2 separate regions of the Sus scrofa genome follow, and region 2 is linked to region 1. The links are chromatin contacts, called in public HiChIP or PLAC-seq maps. All regions are on one chromosome and are shown on one strand. Each heading gives the region's core, a stretch centred on a gene start, on an enhancer-like site or on the middle of the called end of the contact. The rest is flanking DNA. Distances are from core to core; before and after follow the strand shown.

Region 1 (4,655 bases), core at 1,179-3,678:
ACAGACACAGAAAACAAATTTACGTTTGCCAAAGGGGAAAGGGATGATGGAAGGATAAATTAGGAGTTGGGGTTAGCAGATACAAACCACTATATATAAAATAGATAAACAACAAGGTCTTACTGTATAGCACAGGGAACTATACTTAATATTCTGTAATATGCCATAATTAAAAAGAATATGAAAAAGAATGTGCATACATAGGTATAACTGAATCACTTTACTGTATACCAGAAACTAACAAAACATTGTAAGTCAAATATGTTTCAATTTAAAAAAACAGTTAAGGTGAGATAGTTTGAACTTTGTGGTAGAAGACATGCAGTTCAATCCCCTAATTTTCCAGATAAATTTTATAAAGCCTTCACTTTCTAGAAAGGGTTGTCTCATCTGTTAAAAATGCTTGCCAGACCAAGTTATTTCACATTGAGAAGCCATAAGAAAAGTTCCTAGCACTATGTCGACTGTTGGATTTTGAAATATCCGCTTTGCAGCATTGTGGAATCCCAAGCCCTTTTGTGTTCATGATTTTAGGAGTCCTTGTGCACATCTCTAGGCAAGTGCTTGGGGAACCTGAAATCTAGCCTGATGGAGATGACAGGGAAAAGGACCTTCCCAAACTCCTCCAGATGCTTCAGCAGTCTAGGAAATTGTTCCACATCTCACCTTAGGATTCAGTTGTAACCTACTCTGCATTTTGAGCTCAGATCCAAACGAACATCCCTAGATTCGAAGGAGTCCTCCCTTCAACGTGAATGATGACTTCCTTGGCAGGGTGGAAGGCAGTCTGCCCTGTTCACCGCAAATGGGGTGTGGCCCTCCCCAAGGCCAGCCGTAAGCTTGGAGTCCCCAAGAGCCCTTGTTTCTAGTACTCTACATTTGAGAGTCATAAGAGTCATTCCTGAAATCTTCTCAGGCTTTTCATACATGCAATAGTGATTTTCTTCTTGAGTTGTAGCCTAAAGCAGATGTGTGCAGTAAGAAAAATGTCATCCAACCTGTCTCTCCCCATCTCACAAGTCAGCTGGAAGCACCTGTCCTACGGGTGCTTCCTTGAAAAGAACCTCCCCCTTTCAGAAAGGTGTGTTCTTTTAATTAAATCTTAAACTCCATGGACCCAACCATTCACTGTGGTAGTGTCTGGGCAATGCTATACTTTACCAAGGACTTTGTTTTTCAGCTTCTTCAGTAACCAGGGATGTAATTAAATGCCATCGTTCTAAATGACACACATTTTCCATCCGGCTGCTTCAAGTTCCTTCTCTGCTAAATAGTTTAGCAATTTTTTCTTTGGCCACCACTTAACTCCCCTGGGAATCTCCTGCCAAGCGAGACCTGTACTTCTGCCATTTTACAAAGTTCCTGTAAATTAGGAAGAACTCCTGCCATCTCAAGTAATGTCATGATGTGGCTTATTCATTTATTTATGAGAGTGTACCATGGCTATTTCTTCTCACTTTAAGTTAGGACTACTGGGGACAAGCACCATCAAGGTGGCCATAGCTTACCAAAATGCCAGTTTTCAAAATTCTTAGATGTTCAACATTCTGGAGTACACACAGAATAAAAGGGAAGGAGACAAACTTTGCCATGATCTTGCAAAGAAGACTACTCTCGAGTAGAGTCAAGACCTCACATTCACTCAAGGACTCAAATTTAGGCAGTGACATTATCTAAAGTGAGACTGTAGAGTCCCAGAAAGTGCGTGTATTGGTAGATCATTTATTAAGTGTAAATAAACACCTAAAATATGCCACAATGTAACCCTGCTTTTGGTGTTGCTTTTTTCTTCAATTAATAGATCGGGAACCATTCCCACCTCTCCAAAGTCAAGGCTCAGGGTCTCACCACTAGGGGAATGGGGTGAAGGGAGGAGTTGGAAAGTGGGGTTTGGGCAGCAGGAATTTCAGGGCCAGCTCCCAGGGCCCGGAGACTTTGGCTCTGCGCTCCCGTGGAGGCTCGTGGCGGGCGCAACTAGAGACAAACGGAGCCCGCACAGCCCGGCCTACAGCCCCGCTCGGCTGCCACCTGGAAAAGGGTATCGGCAGAGGCCAAGGAGGGATGCACAAAGGGTGCGGTCATGACGAAGAGGGGCGGGGCGTCGTTGGGGTGGGCGGAGCCGCAGGCGGTCCGAAGGGAAGGCAGGGGCGGGAACACAGGGGTTAGTCCCGCGCGCGGGGCGAAGTTGGGCCCCACCCCCCACGCCGGACCGCACGCCGGGAGGGCCAGCGGGGGCCCGGGCCGTGCGCTCCAGCTCTGGGCGGGGCCGGCGGCACGGCCTCCAGACCGTGAGCGCCGGCGGCCTCCTAGCGCCGGAAAGCCGGGCCTGCGCGCTCGGGAGACCTGCGGGCTAGCGGCGCGGGCGTGACGGGCGGGGCAACTAGCGGGTCTGCTTTTCGTTTCCTTTTCCTCCTTCTCGCAGTCTCATCCCGGGCACCGGAAGGTGCAGGGGCAGAGCCTCGGACAGACCCACCCTCTCTGCCCCTCTTGTGTCTGGCCGCGAGGGCGCCCATTCCTCTTTGGACCCACCCATTAAATCGGTTTCAGGGTACGCCTGTATGGCTCTCTCTCCCCAAAGTGAAAGTTGGTGTTTAACCGTTTCAAAATTGGTACTTTTTGGAGAAGGAGAAACACTCCCGTGGGGCAGAAATTCCTGGGGAAGAGCTTCAGGAACTCACAGGTCCTCAGGCAAAGAACGCCTCTTTCCTCAGGCCCTTGGTGCGTACAGTTTGACGGGCCTTGGGCCCCTGGGTTTACTCCTCCCAGACTTCTGGATTCCTGCGCAGAGATCAGATTAGAGGCTGTGCCAGATTCATCCACTTTAACTGCTTTGCGTCCTGATTTTTGTGTCTCCCATCTAGATCTTCGACTCTGGGTTGGCTGGAGGCCTCCTGATGCAGTGATGCAGTCTGAATCCAGCCGGTGTGAAGAGGAACCGCCTTCCCTTTTGTGGGGTTTGGATCCAGTGTTTCTAGCCTTTGCCAAACTCTACATTAGGGATATCCTGGACTTGAAAGAGTCCCGCCAGGTGCCAGGTATGTGGCTGGTCGGCCTGGTGACTCTCTGTGCTGCATCTGCATTCCACCGTTTCCCAAAGCTGCAGAAATCTGGGGCTTAGAGGCTTAGGAGAGAGAGCCCATACAGCTGCAGGCTTTGAAGCTGATCTAACCTGGATCCTCAAAGGAGTTCATTTCTAAGCAAGTTCAAAACAGTCTAAATTTTTTTTTTTTTTTTTTTTGAGGCCGCACCTGTGGCATATGGAAGTTTCCAGGCTAAGGGTTGAATCAGAGATACAGCTGTTGGCCTACACCACAGCCACAGTAACACGGGATCTGAGCCAAGTCTGCAACCTACACCACAGCTCAGGACAATGCCGGATCCTTAACCCACTGAGGGAGGCCAGAGATCGAACCTGCATCCCCATGGATCTTAGGTTCGTTAACTGCTGAGCCAAGAAGGGAACTCCTAAATCTTTTTTATTTTTATTTTTTAAATAGATGCTTGGAGGAGTAACCTTTATATGAGGCATGTTTTTACCTGGGTTTGAGGTCTGTCATATTTTAAAAAGCTTGGTTGTTTTTCTGAGGGTCTGCTCATGGTAGAAATATCAGGCCTTGCTCCCTTTCCTAACTGTGGCCACTTTCCTGGTCTGGGGATGTGACTCACTGGTAAAGTTAGGCATCTTCTTTGTAAAATGAGGATTAACCATACCTGATTTTCTTGTGGGGTTTGGTTTTGTTTTGAATAGAAGAGAATCAATATAAACTCCCTGAGAAGAGGAGCCTTGTTCACCTCTGTAATCTGTGGCTTAACAGTGCCTGGCATATGGTGAGTTCTCAAGAAATAGTAACTGGAGCAACACAGTATACATATAAACTCAAATCATTTTTTTTATTAGAGTTATGGTCATACCCCCAAATATAACGAATACAGTTTGGGGTAGGTTTAAATAATTCACATTGCTGTGAATTGCAGTAAACATCTTCATATGTTTACTGTGCTACATGAGAAGTTTGGTGAAACTCTCTTTGCTATTTTGAATGACTAGCAGGCTCTGAGTCAGAAGTAGTTAAGAATCTCAAATATGCACCATTTTAATGAGACCCCATTTTGTGTATTTTCCCGTTGTATGTACAAATGTATTTGCATGACCTTATACTAAAGCCTTTTGTACAGATTTTTCACCACACCTTTATTTTCTAATTATTGTTGGAAATGATCTGGTTTTTTTTCCTTGGAAGGCAGCCATCTTCCCCCGTAGTTGTCTGTTTTCCAGAACAATCTGGTATTCCTTATAGCTCATCTCCTTGGGAAGAAATTAATTCTCACCAAATGCCAGCCTTGCTTAAAGCTCTTCTGTAGGTGCTCAAGGAAATATCAGGGGCGTAATAAGGGCTTAACTCCTCCTGGGGTGATGGCCTTTATAATGTATTAACAACTAATCAAGGAAAACTGCTCGCAGTGATCTTGGTTATGTCACTGGCAGTAATGTTTCAGTTGCAGTTTTTAAAATGAAACTGTTATAGTTCCCTGGTAGTGCAGTTGATTAAAGATCTGGCATTGTCACTGCTGTGGCTCCGGCCACTACTATGGCATGGGTTCACTTCCTGGCCCTGGAATTTCTACATGCTGTGGGTGTGGCCAAAAAAGCCCTC
Region 2 (4,655 bases), core at 1,519-4,018, 360 kb before region 1:
TAGAACAGCATTTAGCTTGAGGATTTATTTATTTATTTATTTATTGTATTTTTTTTGTCTTTTTTGTTGTTGTTGTTGTTGTTGTTGTTGTTGCTATTTCTTGGGCTGCTCCCGCGGCATATGGAGGTTCCCAGGCTAGGGGTTGAATCGGAGCTGTAGCCACCAGCCTACGCCAGAGCCACAGCCACGCGGGATCCGAGCCGCGTCTGCAACCTACACCACAGCTCACGGCAACACCGGATCATTAACCCACTGAGCAAGGGCAGGGACCGAACCCGCAACCTCATAGTTCCTAGTTGGATTCGTTAACCACTGCGCCAAGACGGGAACTCCTAGCTTGAGGATTTAAATATGCAACACCCCACCCCTCACCAGGCCATGGATTGAACACTGGCCTCTGTGTGCCAAAAGGTTCATGTGCTTACAGACCACTGAACACACAGATACAAGCCACTGCAAGAAAAACTAATCTCCTTGCCAAGGAAATTATCATTTCTGAATTTTTTTTTTTTTTTTTTTTTGCCATGAAACAGAAAGGTAAATACTGGGCTTTTGTAATAAAGAAGGTTCTCAGAACACACATGCATCTTGGTAACTTGGCAACATGAGCCAACAAGTCAAGGTCCCTGCCAAACAAGTTGGAAGATGTGCCTTTAGAGAAAACCATGCTTTATTAGAGTCTATCAGATGGTAAAATCTAGTACACTAATGGAAATCTCCTGGGACTCAAAACTAATCCATGAACATAGAAGACCTCTGTTTGTGCTACTTAGCAGCTGTTATTACTCTTTACCTTCCATATACACACATGTACATGGTATAATCACTTCAGTTTTCCTTTGGAAAACTGTCTCAGTAAACAAGGTAGGGTTGTCTTCAACCTAGAGTTCCAGAAAGACACTAACCCATGACTTAGTGCCACAGCATAATAGCTGTGTCTTGCTTCTGGACTTACTTTATAATTGTATGAGCAGAAGATATGGTGCTTTTTTTTTTAATCAAATTTTAATTGTATTTCCCTTTCTTGCAATAAATGAATACTTACTAATACAGGAAATATTACTGTATTTGGATAAAAATAGTTTTGGATAAATTTCACCAAATATTGCGTATTTTGCTATGTGTTTAGAATCAGTTTCATCCAAATAAGATGCAAATTTTACTGCAGTGATAGCTAATCCAAAAATAATTCATTTTTTTAAGAGCACATCTTACAATTCTTTTTTTTTTTTTTTTTTTGTCTTTTGTCCTTTTAGGGCCGCACCCGAGGCAAATGGAGGCTCCCAGGCTAGGGATCTAATCAGAGCTGAAGCTGTTGGCCTACACCACAGCCACAGCAATTTGGGATCCGAGCCTCATCTGCAACCTACATCACAGCTCACAGCAATGCTGGTTCCTTAACCCACTGAGTGAGGCGAGGCATCGAACCCACAACCCCATGGTTCCTAGTCGGATTCGTTTCCCCTGCACCATGAAGGGAACTCCTCATCTTATGTTTCTTTTAGGGAAAAGAATTGCTTGCCTAATTCTCCACCTAGAAAACTAAAATTAATTTACGAACTCTAAGCACATAAATGGAAATTTTCTTAAGAATAGGGGCTGGTTTTAAACCTCCACATCTAATGTCTGTTCAACAGATTCCAAAAGTCATTGGAAGAGAGGTAGTGACAATGGATATTTAACAGAGAAAACTGAAGTGACTTGCATATTTCCTGCAGATAACCCATTTGTCATCACCATACAGGTTTCAATGACTCTTCCCCAAAGTCTGAATTTTTAGGCATAGACACTTCCTGTGACTCAGCAAACAATCCAACCTTTAGAAATATACAAAGTACAGTTATGTCAGCACTCTGCCAGGAGGAAGGTCAAGGTCTGGACTCTGGACTGGGGTGAATCAACAATTCAGGAAGGGATCTTATCTTCAGAATAACAGGAAAGGATATCAAATAAGCCAGATAAGAATGGAGAAATGGCGTGAAAGGGAAAAGACAGTGCACCAGGAATCGGGAATCTACCAGAGCTAAAAGAGCCTCACCTGAATACCAGTCGAGTGATCCCAGCCTATCACTAACTTTACTGAAGCTTCAGCTTTCTGGATCCATTAAATTGTTAATCTAAATGCGGTGTTCTAGACTGGTGGAGTCTGTAGCATTCCCACTGCCCTCGGAGGAAAGGATTAGGTTCATAGCTTTACATGTCCTCCCAAAAGTTTGAGAATAATTTATTTTGCAGTAAAAGAAGCTATGGGGACCCTGTCTGAGATTCCCACTCGCGCCGCTTGCAGCAGCTGGTTCTTGGCCTGAGAGGAGAGCTGCTGCTGCCTTGGTTCTCACCGGATTCCCTTGGCATTCAGGACCAGGAGAGTCCTCTGGGCGAAAGGACAGAATCTCATGCTGTAGACACGGATCAGGCCCTCGGGGACCGGCCCCGGGGGCGCACTTCCTGTTGGGAAGAAGGGGAGGCAGTTACAGCCCAGAGAGTATCTGGGACCCGTGGCCTCCCGCAGACCCCGGGCCTGGCCCTAGCTCGCTGAGGCCAGGGCCGATTCTCCCAGGTGGGGGCCCCCCTATGGCTGGCTCAGCTCCAGAGCAGCGGCTCCCGGACACGTGGCCGAGGGTCGCTCAGATTTTTCCCGCAGATCGTGGTGGGCCGGCCTTACCCTTCCCCAGGCTTCTGGCTGATCCTCCAGACATCTTGGCGCAGCAGGGGTTGAGCTCTCTTCCTGAGTTGCCCAGCGATTCAGGAAGTCGGTCGCCACTCTCTCCCTCCCTATCTCTTCCAGAAGTGCCCTCCCGAAAGGCCACTTCTGGGCTCACTTGCTCTTCAGGGAGGTGTGCCCAGGACCTCGCGCTCCGCCCACGCTGGAAGCAAACAGGCGCGCAGGAGCCCAGTGGCGGCCCGACCAGCACACAGGCACTTTCTCACCCAGCGCTTAAAGGAAGGCGCCGCCCTCAACCCGGGCGCCTGGAGGCGAATTGCGGCCGGCGGAGATGCCCGCCTGGAGCAATTCCACCCAGGGCTGGCCTTCCTGGTTTAGTGAGAGCGAGGCTTAAAACACCGCAGGTGGCTGTTATGCCACAGTTCATCATGCTGGCCATGAGGTGCACGCACTCCGAGATGCACAATAGAAGATCTAAATCCTCAAGAGCCTTTTCTGACCCCGAGCGATGGTGGTCTCCGGTCCACCCTGCTGGGGTCCGCGCCTGACCCTGACTCTGACTCTGATCTCCCTCAGCCAGTGCCCAGGCCGCAGGGAGGTGCTCCCTGGCAGCCCTCACATTACTCCGACCTGGTCGCTGCTCTCCCTCTGCCCCGAGGCCTCCCTGACTTTAGGGCCTGTGGCCCCAGACCCAGTGCACACCCAGGATTCCAGAATATGTTCTCTAGAGTTTCCTTTTTCCAGGACCTGAGACCAGGTCGCCCAGCCACCTGGAGAGCCTTTTCCTTTTTCTGTTGGTACTAGCCTAATATAACTACTGGGAAGGCTGCTGTCTCTCCTCTCACCCTGTCACCTTTTACTGAAATCTCTGCTGCCTCTGTGCACTGATGCCAAATAAAAATATGAAGACAGAGTTTTGGAGGAAATAGAAAGAGTAGCTTTATGTATTTGCCAGGCAAAGAGGGAACACAGTAGGTCATTGTCACAGACTGTGTTCCCCATCCTTGGGAAAAGGAAGAAGTCCTACAGTCAGGGCTCATTGTCTAGGGATAGGTGATTGAGATCAAAGCTGTGTCAGCCTCGCATCCTTTTTCCTCCTACAAAACATCCAGTCACAGCTCGCATCAGGTAGATCAGTAACTGGTTCTGCTCTCTCTGCGGTTATCAGCCTGAGACTTTCTTCTCTGAAATGAAGAATACTACAAGGGAGAGTGAGGAGAAAGGAATGCCAGGTGCTGGAAATAATTCAGAGAGTGATTAAGGAACTAGCTCTGTGAGGGACAAATCTAGTTACATGAACTCAAGATTAGCGATAGCTAAAAACAGTTAAAATTAGGGCTGCTTAACACTTTAAGGCCTGTTTTTGCTGTTCCCACAGCCATTTACTTTGTTTTTCCTTTTTATTAGCAGGGAAAAGAATGTCCCATTATTCTTTTCTACAGTAAGAGCCTCATACAGTCTTGCTCCATTACACTTTTAATTTTCACCCAAAGAAAACAGCCCATATCTGGATATTGCTAACCTCAGAAAGATGGTCTGCTTTCAAAATTTAAATATGGAGAAATTGAAGCCCAAATAGACTCAGAGTTAGGCAGGTGGGTTAGTGAATTTAGTCCACAAGTCTATGAATAACGTCTGGCCAGAACCACTGCTTTATTAGCTCCTCTTAATTTAGAGGTTGGGAAAGAGGGGATTCTACGGTACATGGTACAGATACTGGAAAAGGGTAGTCAATGTTTTGTTTGTCCAAATATATTTTCAAGCTAGTAACTCCTGTGCCATTTATTGAGGGCAAGTGGTGGTGGGGGAGCTGGGTAGTATTTTTATTTTGATAAGTTCTGTCTTGTGAGAGGCAGAGTGAGGTGATAAACAAACCCATCTCAGAGCCTTCCTGCCTGGGTTTGATCCTAACTCCACCCTTGTATTAGTTTGCTAGGGCTGCTATGTCATAGTGCCACAAACTGAGTGGCTTAAACAAAGGAAATTTATTCTC

What was found. HiChIP or PLAC-seq counts read pairs in DNA pulled down with a chosen protein or histone mark.
Region 2: a contact with region 1 is called in an H3K27ac HiChIP or PLAC-seq map of alveolar macrophages. The contact joins the promoter of GSTO1 here to the promoter of STN1 in region 1. A contact is called at or near these places in 1 of 5 promoter capture datasets (fetal liver), 1 of 47 Hi-C or Micro-C datasets (heart right ventricle) and 1 of 2 datasets of contacts at active chromatin or transcription factors (alveolar macrophages).

The regions. Positions count from the first base shown.
Region 1 is chr14:114,848,661-114,853,315 of Sscrofa11.1, reverse strand. STN1 (STN1, CST complex subunit) reads left to right here and starts at 2,428. Exons shown (of 10, transcript NM_001243685.1): 1 at 2,428-2,548; 2 at 2,862-3,035. The coding sequence starts at 2,903.
Region 2 is chr14:115,204,547-115,209,201 of Sscrofa11.1, reverse strand. GSTO1 (glutathione S-transferase omega 1) reads right to left here and starts at 2,768. Exons shown (of 6, transcript NM_214050.2): 1 at 2,663-2,768; 2 at 2,337-2,445. The coding sequence starts at 2,696.